Linked DNA regions of Mus musculus: region 1 is linked to region 2. A link is a contact called in public HiChIP or PLAC-seq data. All regions are on one chromosome and are shown on one strand. Each heading gives the region's core, a stretch centred on a gene start, on an enhancer-like site or on the middle of the called end of the contact. The rest is flanking DNA. Distances are from core to core; before and after follow the strand shown. Region 1 overlaps Uspl1 (ubiquitin specific peptidase like 1). Region 2 overlaps Mm2pr (macrophage M2 polarization regulator).

Region 1 (6,178 bases), core at 221-2,720, 74 kb before region 2:
ACACCTCAGCTCTCTACGGCCTAATGGAAAGGGACATGCCAGACAATCTCGACGTTCATTGCAAGGTTTGGTTCAGCCCACTTCAGCCAAGCCGGTGAATGCTCAGAACGTCCTCCTATTCCTGGGCCTCACAGGTGCTGAACAGGCTGTGGTCCTGGGCTTTGCCCCTCACCTGTTCTACTCCCCATAACTAGGGAAGTTCTAAAAGACAAACTAACTCCCCAGGCTTCACACATCCAACCTCACGACAGCCTCCTCTGCTGGCATACCTCAACAGGCAGAGTTTGTTTTAAACACACACACAAATACAAACAGTAGCATAATGTGTATCCTCCACCCCTTGTTGCTTCTAATTCACAGAGAGCTGCTTTTCTCTTGGAAGGATGCAAGCATCTCAGGAAACGCACAGAGAATACTCCCACAGCCAGCTACAGACGCAGAACTACCCACCAGGGGCAGCCACACCTTACACTAAGAGCTGGATCACAAACTTGATTTTCATCAAAACGTCTCTAATAACTCAAATCTTAGACAATATACATTTAACAATTACAAATTTGTACATCTGTAATAATCAGTTTCAGGAAAAAAGGTCTATAAACATTTGTAAGTTAACAGTCTTCATGTGTCATTTCCAATCTTTCTGATAATAAGAAATAAAAAGCCTAAATCACATCAGCTGCAAGCCAAATGATTGGAAGCCACAGTCTCATGAACGCATAAAGAAACATATCTTCAGAAAGCCCAACTGTGTCACAAAGGGATACAACTGCTCTTTGGAGATAATTCAAGGAGCTTTAAAGCATTTTCTACCAAGAAATAAAGACTTTAATTGAGAAATAGAATCTTCGGCCATGAGGCTGTGCTTCTAGTCCCAGAATTCTGGAGGCCAAGATGAATGGATCTTGAGACCGAGGCCAGTCTAAGCTACATACACAATTTCAGGCCAGCCTAAGCTACAAAACAAAACCCTGTTTTGCCAGCCAGAACTACATAGAGATCCCATACCCTGTCTCAAATCAAACCAAACCACCAGAAACAAAACAAAGCAAACCAGCACCACCAGCAGCACTCACTGTCAGTGCCTAACACCATGGAACTCACTCATTATCTCAGTCCTTAGAGTTTGAGGCCAAGGGACTCTAAGTTCCAAGACTAGCCTAGACTATATAATGAGACTATCTTGCAACACAACAAGAACAATCAGGAAGCTGCTAAAACTGAAGTTAAATATAATAACCTTTTCAAATGCCAGCCCGGACCATGTATGACCTCCTGAGACTATGGCAAGCACTGTAGGCTCTTTTCAATAACTCAAAGCTGACTCTAGACCGTCAAGTGTCCACATCAACACCCTCAGAGTAGAATTCCTCAACAATTCCTTAAAGAGAAGTGGTAGAGTTGGATGCAATAGGCATGACTTACCACTAGATTTTCCCTGTGGGCATGCATTACACATGCGGGTAATCTGAGACAAGGCCCCCGGGGGAACTCGTAACATTGTGAGATCTTAGAATGATATATGGTTAAATTACTCACAGCCTCATGATGAATTTATTTGTTTAGCGTCTCATGATAGATCTATCATTCATCTATCTATCTATGCTGGCTGCTTGAGAACTCACTATGTAGACCAAACCAGTCTTAATTCACAAGTTCTGCTCTCCTCTGCTTGCTACGTACTAGGATAGAGGCATGTTCCACCACATCCAACTGATAAATTCTCTTACATTATCCCTAAAATCTATACTAAATACCAACAAGTCAAGTTGTATTAATTTCAGAGTGAAAACTGTAAGAGTCTTATACAAATACCTTGCCATTTAAATTTTAAGTATAATTTTACATAAATTCAATTTACTTTTGATGAAAATAGGAAATGTCCAAATTATAAAATTGGCTCATTAAAATAACAAATCCACTGAAATGTAAAAGACCTTTTAAATTTAAAAAACAGTTGTATCTAATGGAAACACATTCTGATCAGAACATGAACCTTTTATGTAAGCAAAAGCAACAACTTTTATAACTTTTATAAAAAAAAATTTATGTTACAATGCTGTCAATTAGCAGATCAAACAACATAATAAAATCTAGCGGATTGTCAACCCCTGCACCTTGACAGAAAGCTGTTTATAAGCACCAGGATGCTCAGGCTTCTGCACAGGTGTGTGCAGGACAACAGCCAGCCTTGCAGCTGCCTTTGCCTGTCTCGGTATTAAGGAAGAGAAGCCCTGACACGAAGATCTCAAACCCTGGGCCCAGGCAGCCAAGCTGACTAGATTTGTGGGTAAGGCAGCGCCTCACTCACACTCTGAGAGCCAGGAAGCAGGGACAAAGCAAGCTAATAGCTGACAGGGAGGAGGACAGCAAACCCAACAGCAGCAGAGTACAAAGACAGACGGGAGAGAAGCTTTACCCAGCACAGCAGAACGGAGGAATGGTGAGCTGAGCACCACACAGCAGGCAGGCATACTGTGTGGACAGCTCATCTGTCCACAGCCTCCAAGATTCAGTATTTACATGCAACAGATGCTGCGGAACGTAGGGGGGAGGCCAGGGCCAGGCGATGAGATCGTGTCTGGAGAATATGCCTAGGTAGCAGGCCCAGAGAAGAGCTATGGAAAGGAAACTGGAGGGAAGGACGGAGGTCAGCAGCAAAGTTACTAGTTCAAAGAGGCCAGTGTGGGGCGGACCCACAGACCTAAAGCATTTGCATGTTGGGAGTATTAAGCTTTTAAACCGTTCAGCAAACAGAGCAAATGGAAAGCAAAACCTTCTATTACTACGTACACTATCTGACCAGAGGGAAACGACAAGGGCAGATCTACTCTGAGTTCTATTTACATTCAGAGTGCAAGGACATGCAAGCACCTGAGCAGATAGGGCCAGGTACACACACTTAGCAGCACCAGTCCTACAGCAGACAGACAGACAGCTGACCCAGCAGACAGACAGACAGCTGACCCAGCGCTTGCCAAGGAGTCAGCGGAATGGCAACTCTGAGCCTACCCTAGGCCAGCAGCAGGAAGTTTAGAATGAAGCCAGCAGCAGGGAGCTTGTAAGACGATGAAGTATCAGCAAGCTGATTGACATCCGGAAGAAAACAGACATTAAGACACACAGGTGGGGCTGGAGAGATGGCTGAGCAGTAAGGAGCACTTAGTGTTCTTGCTGAGGACCTGGGTTCGGTTCCCAGCACCCACACAGCAGCTCACACCTGTCTGTAACTCCAGTTCCAGGCTTCTAACACCCTCACACAGACATACATGCAGGTAAAACACAAATGCACATAAAAGTACACCCAATGGGAGAGGGAACAGGATGAGAGAAACACTACAAGAGACAAACTAAGCACCCTCCTGAAGCCTACTGTGTCCTGCTTGCCCACCCTCAGTTTTTACAGTGGTAAGCAACTGGTGGCCCTAAGTAAGTGTCCACTCCAACTTCTGAAGGGTAAGTGGTGCTCACTACTTCCCTTCCCACGACACGAGGAACTGTACATGCATCTTCACTGTCTCCTAAAAATGTTTAAGTAAATGGAAACTCACCTTTCCAACACCATTTTTCTTATTTGTGATTTACTGTTGCAGCTGTTACATGGACCAAAATGGGCAGCATTGAGTGGATGCCACTCAGGAACAATATTGGTAAAGGTGACCAGACTCTTCACACACCTAAAAAACAGGCACAGTTTGAATCCCTCAGCTAGCTTCGCTGGAGTTAGTTAACACGTGCAACTGCATGCTCTTGCTTGCCTCCCAGCCCCGCCCATATCAGCACAGCCATGCCCTCCCCTGCCACGGAAGAGACACTGGAGCCTCCACACCAACTGACATGCACAGAAGGGTGACCAGCAGAGCTTCCCTCCACTAATGCTCCAGAGAATCACTGCTGATGCCCTGCTGAGCACACTGGTTATTTCAGGGCCACCCCTGGTCTCCACTTAGCACATTGTAGAATCAGTCCCCAGCTTCCATACCCAATGTACTGGCAGCTACCTAGTGAGGAGCCATCAGAGGCTCTGGGTGAACATTGTTACTCTCAGGCTGTCTGACTCAGGCTGAGTTGTGATGCAAAGTGGCTTAGCATCACTGACAACAAAGAGAGTACTGTCTTCAAACAGATACAAACTTAAACTTTTCATCTGCTGGGGGGCTGGGGGTGGGGGCAATCACTTGGAAAACGGCGACAGTTAAAAGCCATCTTCAACCGTCAGCCAAGTATACTAAATCTTAGTTGCATCAACTCTAGTAAAAACATTTTCATTAAAGCAAGTATCACATTACACTCCCCCGACAAACAACTCTCCCGTGTCAAGTGCCATGGCCTTCATACAACAACGAGTGGCAGATAAACTGGGTCTGAATCAGGACCACCAGCCTCCAAAGGCCAGGCTTTTTTATGCTCTCCAAAAATATAACTACGGAACCTAATACAAGTCCTTATACTGGCACAAAACCCAGAGGCACTAAAATGAAAGGACTAGTTGACTAGCTTCTGTCAGAGGAGAAGGAAGCCAGTTGTTGTAACCCCAACGTACACTGATTAAAGGCCATCCTGTCTTAGCTTTGACTCTGAAATTGCTTTTTTTTTTTTTAGAATGAAAGATTAAAGAATGTTTAAAGAAGTTTCAGGTTTTAAAGAAATAAAGACAAGATGCAAACCAAAGTGGCTGCCGGTTTCCCCTGGGTGCTTTCTGAGCTCTGTGCGAACACTGCTAGAGCCCACTTTCCTTCTTATGCACAGAGCTGCCGAAAGATCAGAGTGCTGAGTCACTGGCCTCGCCAGTGAGTTCATAACTACTTTCCTAAGCAGCCAGTCATCTGAATTGCCACAACAGAAATCACTCTCAGTGGCTAGGTGACTCCTGGCACACACAACCCACTCAATGAAAAGCTGTCAAACCACTAGCCTGTGAATTCTAGAAAAGCTGTAATTAAGCTGATTCTAACCATCAGCCCTGTTTATATTATTAAAAACACACGTAGTGATTAGGGAGTTTAGCACAGGGAATCACAGAGGCAAGAAACGACACTAGAGGTCTCCTGATCTCCTACTGACTCGTTACTATGAACAGAAAACCTGACCCCTTGTACAAATCAATGGAAATCTGGGAGCAGAATCCTCCTTGGCGTAGACAAGTATTTCAAGTCCTAGTGTGAGTCTCCTCTACAGCTCTCTCCCAGGCTCGGCTCTGCCTGCTGTCCAGATCCCACGGACTCGCTATGCACCGCTCGCTCGCTCCTCATCATTTACCTGCTGACTGTTGAGGCTTGCTGGTGGGTGAGCTGCACTGGGCAGCCTGATTCCTGCTAATACTGAGCAATGACCGGCGAGGCAGACAAGTACCCAGCCTCTCTGACCGCTCTCCTGAACACTATAAATGCCACCATACACTAAGAGCAAATCCATGATGGAGGCCTAAAGCAAACAAAAGCCTTGTCTCTAACAGAGGGCAAAACACTGCCAAGGACTTCAGAGCAGACGCCCTGCTAAGAACCTTCCAGAGAGTGAAGGGTGCTAATCTCATCTGTTCCTAACTTCCCAGTAAATAAATTAACAACTCCTTTTAGCTATTCTTCAAGCCATAGATTTTTTTTTTAAGTTAATTTAGACCAACAAGTTGACTCTAGCCTCTTGTGTCACAAACTGTCCCTTTAACCTCACTAGTGAGACATTCTCACAGCAGACATCGCAGTGATCCATGCCTCCATTGTCAGGACTCAGAGGGCTGAGCAAGAAAGTGGCACTCTGAGGTCAGCCCCAGCTACTGAGCTAGATAGACCCTCTTAGAAAAGGATCAAATGTGTGTTGGGGTCCAAGAAATGCTGATACATGATGCTTCCTGAGGCAGAAAACCTATAGTCTGGGCCAACCCGGGCTACACAGCCAAGTTCTCCCTGAGCTATTGCAACCTTGTCTCCATCCAAGGGGGTGGAGGGTAAACTGCTGTGGAAGTGTTGAGACACAGTGTAATGTATGTGCAAAACCTATTAAAGTACACTGTTGAAAACCATTATAGCACAAAGAATCCATTAGCAATCAACACTGACCTGTTTTGGTACTGGTGTCCACAATGGGAACATTCAAAATTCCAAGAAAAAGAATATGTAAAGAGGCTTTCAACATGGGGTTCAAGCTTTAACAGTACAGGAAGTGCAAACACAGGACTTTC
Region 2 (5,762 bases), core at 1,194-3,693:
ATAAGCCATATTGGTGCTCTTTGGATTCACTACATGGTTGGATTCCCATTTCCATCATTTCAGTTCTCATGGGTTATTTAAAGTCCTTCCTCAGAGAAGCAAAGCTGGTAATCCAGCACGGCGAGTCTGGGGCTCCGACGGGGCTCCGCAGTTAACAGCCCATCGTTCTGTGTGGCCATCATGGAGAGGCATCGTCTTGTGGAGGCAGTTCTCAGGTGGTGAGCCTCCGTGGCCATCCTCAAGGCACTCAAAGCTCAACAAGCCTTGTCAGGGAAGATCTGAGGCTGCAATTTTCTACAGTGTTCAATCTAACTCCACCCTTAGGCAAAGGATAGTCGCCGTTAATTGGTGACATTTTCCATTCTCAATGCTGGATTGATGCATCGAGCATCTCACGAGTAGTAGCCAGCTAGGGGTATTGCTGAACATCAACTAAGGTGTGGGACAACCTCCTCTCACTCCAAAGTATCACCACCGAGGTGGGGGAAGTGCTGATCTTAGAGACAGAGAAATGTAATAATCCAGGGATGTAAGAAAGAAATTTTCTAATCCTAAAGATGTTTTCCAAGGGTGCTTTTGATTAAAATAATAGTAGCCCGTAGATCCAGAGTCCACTGGTGAAATGTGTAGGCCCTCATTCAGCATGCACAAAGCAGACAACAGCAACTTTGGTTCTTGCCTTGAGGTTAGACTGGTGGCCCCTAGATGTCAGCATGTTTGACAGTGGAGGCAGGAGATGCGGAGAGGTCCGTGGGCCACCCCAGAAGCCCTGATGCTCCAGAGGCTTTGCCTTCCTGGGGATACTAGTGAATCTGGCTGTAGTCTTTCTTAAAAACTAGATGTTCTTTGTGGAATTAAGCAATCTCCCATGGTTTGGGAAGTCAACATTTGTAGTATCTGTGAGACACAAGATTTGATTGTCTCAAGCCAGGTCTGAGGGTTACACACACCCATAAATCAGCGCTCACGAGGTGGAGGTTGGAGCATCCCAAATTCAAAGTTGTCCCTGATGACCAAGTGAGTTCCTGGTAGCTGGGGATACAGGAGTGCTGTCTCAAAACAAACTAAGCAACAGCAGCAAAGCAAAACAACCAAAGGTTTGACCGCCACTGTCGGGATGTCTAGACAAGGGATTCATAGCCCGTGGCTGCTAGTGACAGACTGGAATTTATTAAGAATTACGTGGCATTGCTAAGAAGCCCAATCATTTGAACACTTAAGTTCTCTCAAACGGGCCAGGTTCAACATCGTCTGACCTTATGAAAGGAGGTTGTCTCATGGTATAGGCCTGTATTCCCAGCATTGGAGCTACATAGCCTCCCTCCCCTCCCCCCAAAAGTCTCTTAAATGTCACTTGTATATTCTTTTAAGCTGTATTCGTTTATTTATTTATACATTTCAGGTTTTGTGCTAGGCAAGAACTCTGCCACAGAGTACCTCAGGCACCTCAATTCTCTTTTAAATATATTTTCTTCTTCTGTTTTTTTGTTTTGTTTTGTTTTGTTTTGTTTTGTTTTGTTTTGTTTTCTACCTAGGCTTTTGACCCATGCTTGTAATTCCAAGCACTTAGAAGTCTGAGACCGGAGGACTGCCTCAGGGCTAGTCTGGGCTTTCATAGTGAGTTCCAGGTGATTCGGGTTATAGTAGGAGACATTGCCACACACTAAGAATATAGGCATTAATTAGTCCTTCCAGTGATGTGTACTTCTGCCACACCAACATAAATGGAATTACAGGAAATGATCAAACTATAGGAATCAGCGTCTGGAATATTTCAGTTACTCATTTTCCTCTGAAAGAGCAATCAGGCAGTTAGCATGGTAAGTCTCTAGCTGAGGCTCCAGGCTGCCATGGAAATGCCTCTGTCCCACATTCTCCTGGGAAGGCTCCAAAGGAGCTACAGGAGACAGCCCCTAGAGTCCTCACTCTCTCCACGACCCTTTCTGTAATCGTCTCTGCTCAGGTTCAGGGGGGCTGTGTGATGCTGTATATATGACATGGCAGCTTTAGCATAGATCTTTCTTAGCCAGACGCAAGGTCCAGCATACTTGACAAGTAAGAGGCACGCCCAGAAACCTCAGGGGTGTGAGACCCTAACGGGGACAGTCGAGTTTATCCTCTGACTCTTCCCGGCTTTCCCATCTCTTTCCATGACCGTATCCTCCATAGATAGCTCCCTAAGCTAAACTTAGCACTACCGGTGAAAGATGGAACGCATTGCTCCATTTAAGACAGACTCGGGCAGTCAGGGTGGTGGCACATGCCTGAGTGTGACATTTGGGAGATGGGGACAAGATTGCAGGTTTAAGGCTAGCCTGGGCTACAGGATGAGAGACCCCTCGCCTGCCCAGTGAAACAGAATAATCCTCGGGTATAAAGCATGACCTTTGCCATCAAAAGGCAGCGTCAAGCAGCCACACGTGTACATAGTAAAAGTCACTAAGGGATGCTGCAGACCTTGTGTTTCCAGCCCCAGGAGTGGTGTGAGGATAACCTTGACTGACTGGTGTGCAGTGCCCGAGGAAACTCTCAGTACAGTTAGCACACAGGTTATTTTTACCAGAACATTGCCTGTAGAAAAATAAAAATGAACAGGGGGAACCCAGTGCCAAGTATCATAGAATCACTGCTCCTTTTTAAAAAGTACTTAAGATTATAAAAGTCACAATGTCTGGAAACATTAGCATAAAAATTAATTTGTTGGGCTGGTGAGATGGCTCAGTGGGTAAGAGCACCCGACTGCTCTTCCGAAGGTCCAGAGTTCGAATCCCAGCAACCACATGGTGGCTCACAACCATCCTTAACAAGATCTGACTCCCTCTTCTGGTGTGTCTGAAGACAGCTACAGTGTACTTACATATAATAATAAAATAAATAAAATTAAAAAAAAATTAATTTGTTTTTAATTCATATGTGAGTAAATAAACTTAAAGACTTGGTGACTCAAACAAAACAGCATGTAGTCTTGTGGAATGCTAGTGTCATTTTATTTTTCCCTGAATTTTAGGCTAAATATTTCACAGAGACAGAGTTTGTCACTGCTATGTTAATTATCTTTAAATATAATCCCAACGCTGATCATGGAGGAGCATTCAGGAGGCGGAGGCAGGAGGATCTCAAGCCTGGGGCCAGCTGGATTACATATGAAGACCCTAAACCAAACAAAAGAAATGCAGCAATCCCACACATTGTTTATTCTGTACATTATTGTAACACTCAGTACGTTCACTAGAACTTTCATTGTTGGTAAAAGCCACTGCCTAAAATTAGCCAACAGAGAAGAGATCCCACAGTTAGGAAGGTAGCACTGATCAGCAAAGAAAGGGACCCTGCACTGTAGGCCACTGGGACTCCGCTGCCTCGTGAAACACTGTGAAATGCAGCAAAGACAGGCCATCCCCACTCTGTCACCGTATAGACTTTAATGCTGTTCTGTCCACGGGACAGAATACGGCCACTCGACAGAGCCCGGCACACGTGCCATAGGAGGAAATAACGGCCTAATTTTGCAAGAGGAAATCCCTGCTGCTGGTCCAATGGGCAGTGGGGCTAAACAGGAGCAACTAAGAGGCTCACCCCCAGGGAATAATGAGGGGTTCTCATTTAGGAGGACTGCTCTGTGGCAATTACCTGTTCGAGGTGAAGTCTAGTCAATCCTCTGGGAGCTTGTGTATATTCTATGTGTGTATCTACAAAAACAGAGTCAGGAGAAGTCCCTGTCATCATAACTGTACAGAATATGTACTGAGGACAGTGAAGCGGAGAGAGGTTAATCCCAAGGGCTGGGATCAAAGACGCACACCACCACCGCCTGGCTGTGAATGGCCCTTCTTGAGTTGAGTTCAACTGCGGGCTCTCTGGCTCCCGGGCCTGGTGTCCTTTACTTTACCTGTTAGTTTTAGTCTGGGCTCTCCTGAAGGCATGAGTGCAGGCGAGCTGTGTGGGACTGTGGCCCCAGGGGGAAAGAAGTGAATGGCCACTTTGAGGAAAGCAAGCAAAGCCGGGGGGGGGGGGGGGGGGGGGGGTGCTTTTTAGATTGGCAGCCATCACAGACAATCTGCTCCTTGGTCCTGCAGGGGCATCTGAGGTACTCGAAGAAGCACGTCTCAGAAATGGGAACTCAATCAAACTGGATCACGTACCTATGTGCTCCTGTCCTATCACTGCTGAAGGGTGACTAGTTCCATACTGTGTATGGCCAAGTGCCAGGTGATTACCTTGGGGATCCTGGGACAGTGGTCCTGGGGCTGGAAATGAGCTAACACAGGCCAAGGCAAGATGCCCGTCAGGCTGAGTCCACAGCAGCCTATGTAGGGCCTGGAACTAGGAGGTGCTACCATCAAGAACAGGATAAGGAAGTGGCCACGGTGTCAAAGAGATGCCTTGAGCAGTTGTAACCAGAGAGCAGAATAAGGATCTTGAACACTTGTTCATTCGTTTATCCATCCAGTCGCCAACTAATACAAGGAGTTACAGAAAGGGCCTGAGGAATTGAAGTGAGGAATTTTAGATACTACGTAAGAGGAAATAAACTAATATGACCAATGCTCCAATAGACACAGTTTTATGGGAGATGCAATGTGAGTGCTTGAAAGCCCTGTTTTTTCTTGAAATCAATCTTGAAGGGTAAATAAAATCCACCTGAAAGAAATGTGAATATTGACTTGGCACTCAAAATAAATTTTAATATTTTGTTATTAAATTCCTCAATGATCTTAATCTCTGTATTGCATTTACGTCGGAGTAGTCCTGTTTTTAGGAGGTAGATGCTGGAGAAACCCAGAGAAAAGAGTCATCATGTCTGCAATAGACTGCAGTGATTCAGTAAAGTCCCCACATCTGGGAGGGCAAGAGCATAGAACACAGATGTGACATGACGTCAGCAAGCTGGTGATATAATCCAGGGTGTACAGATGCCTGCTGGACAGTGGTCCTTTAGTACTCAAGGGGTCAGTGTCAGGACCCTCACCGGCACTGAGATCCAAGGATGCTCAGACCTCTTATAAAATCATGTCATTGGCATACACATATCTTCCTATGTTAAAATATCTTCGGGCAATTTACCATGCCTCGTACAATGTAAATACTATCTACACAGTGTTTCATTATCCTTCTATAGACCAAGAGAGTAAAACAAATCCGTACATGTTCAACATAAATGGAATTTTTGAAAAATGTTTTCAAACTGAGATTGGTTGAATCTGAGGATGTGGAACTCAGGAATACAGAAGACTGTCCGCTCCAGGCAGTGGTGGCGCACACCTTTAATCCCAGCCCTCGGGAGGTAGAAGCAAGCAGGTCTCTGCGATTTGGGGGCTAACCTGGTAGAGAGAGACAGAGACAGAGACACACAGAGAGACAGAGAGAGAGAGAGACAGACACAGAGAGACAGAGTTAGTTAGTTAGTTAGTTAGTTAGTTCCAGGACATCCAGGAAAACATGGAAAAACCCTGTTTAAAAAACACCCCTGCCCCCAAATATGAGCAGCCAGAAAAGGGCAGAGCAGAACCATTGAATGAAGTTTAGCTCACGTGATTACAGCAGGAAAGATGGAAACTCTGTTGTTGGCTCAAAGTTTTTGCAACCTACTTTTAATAAGGGTTCAACCTCTCTTCTATCCTACCACCCAGCAGAGGTCATGGAATGGAGACGTTATTAGGATGTGGGGGAAGTGGACCTGTTCAGCAATAGTTCTTTGGGTGCGAGCTTGATCTTCTTTCTCAGCAGCTCAGTCCTGTAGGAAACACCAAATATGACTCTGC

What was found. HiChIP or PLAC-seq counts read pairs in DNA pulled down with a chosen protein or histone mark.
Region 1: an H3K27ac HiChIP or PLAC-seq map of trophoblast stem cells shows a contact between it and region 2, with 10 read pairs. The contact joins two enhancer-like sites. A contact is called at or near these places in 3 of 115 datasets of contacts at active chromatin or transcription factors (CD8 T cells, embryonic stem cells and trophoblast stem cells).

Annotation. Positions count from the first base shown.
Region 1 is chr5:149,201,768-149,207,945 of GRCm38.p6, reverse strand. Uspl1 (ubiquitin specific peptidase like 1) reads right to left here. Exons shown (of 9, transcript NM_001115149.1): 6 at 6,057-6,178; 7 at 3,552-3,677. Among named protein-coding and RNA genes, the nearest start is that of Uspl1, 20 kb to the right of the region's middle. Within about 2 kb of position 1,470, at least 25 of the 459 cell types and tissues checked have an H3K27ac peak or open chromatin away from gene starts, as enhancers often do. A contact at or near this core is called in trophoblast stem cells, where this site is marked.
Region 2 is chr5:149,128,747-149,134,508 of GRCm38.p6, reverse strand. Mm2pr (macrophage M2 polarization regulator) reads left to right here. Exons shown (of 3, transcript NR_015478.2): 2 at 5,728-5,762. Among named protein-coding and RNA genes, the nearest start is that of Gm42788, 13 kb to the left of the region's middle. Within about 2 kb of position 2,443, at least 6 of the 459 cell types and tissues checked have an H3K27ac peak or open chromatin away from gene starts, as enhancers often do. A contact at or near this core is called in trophoblast stem cells, where this site is marked.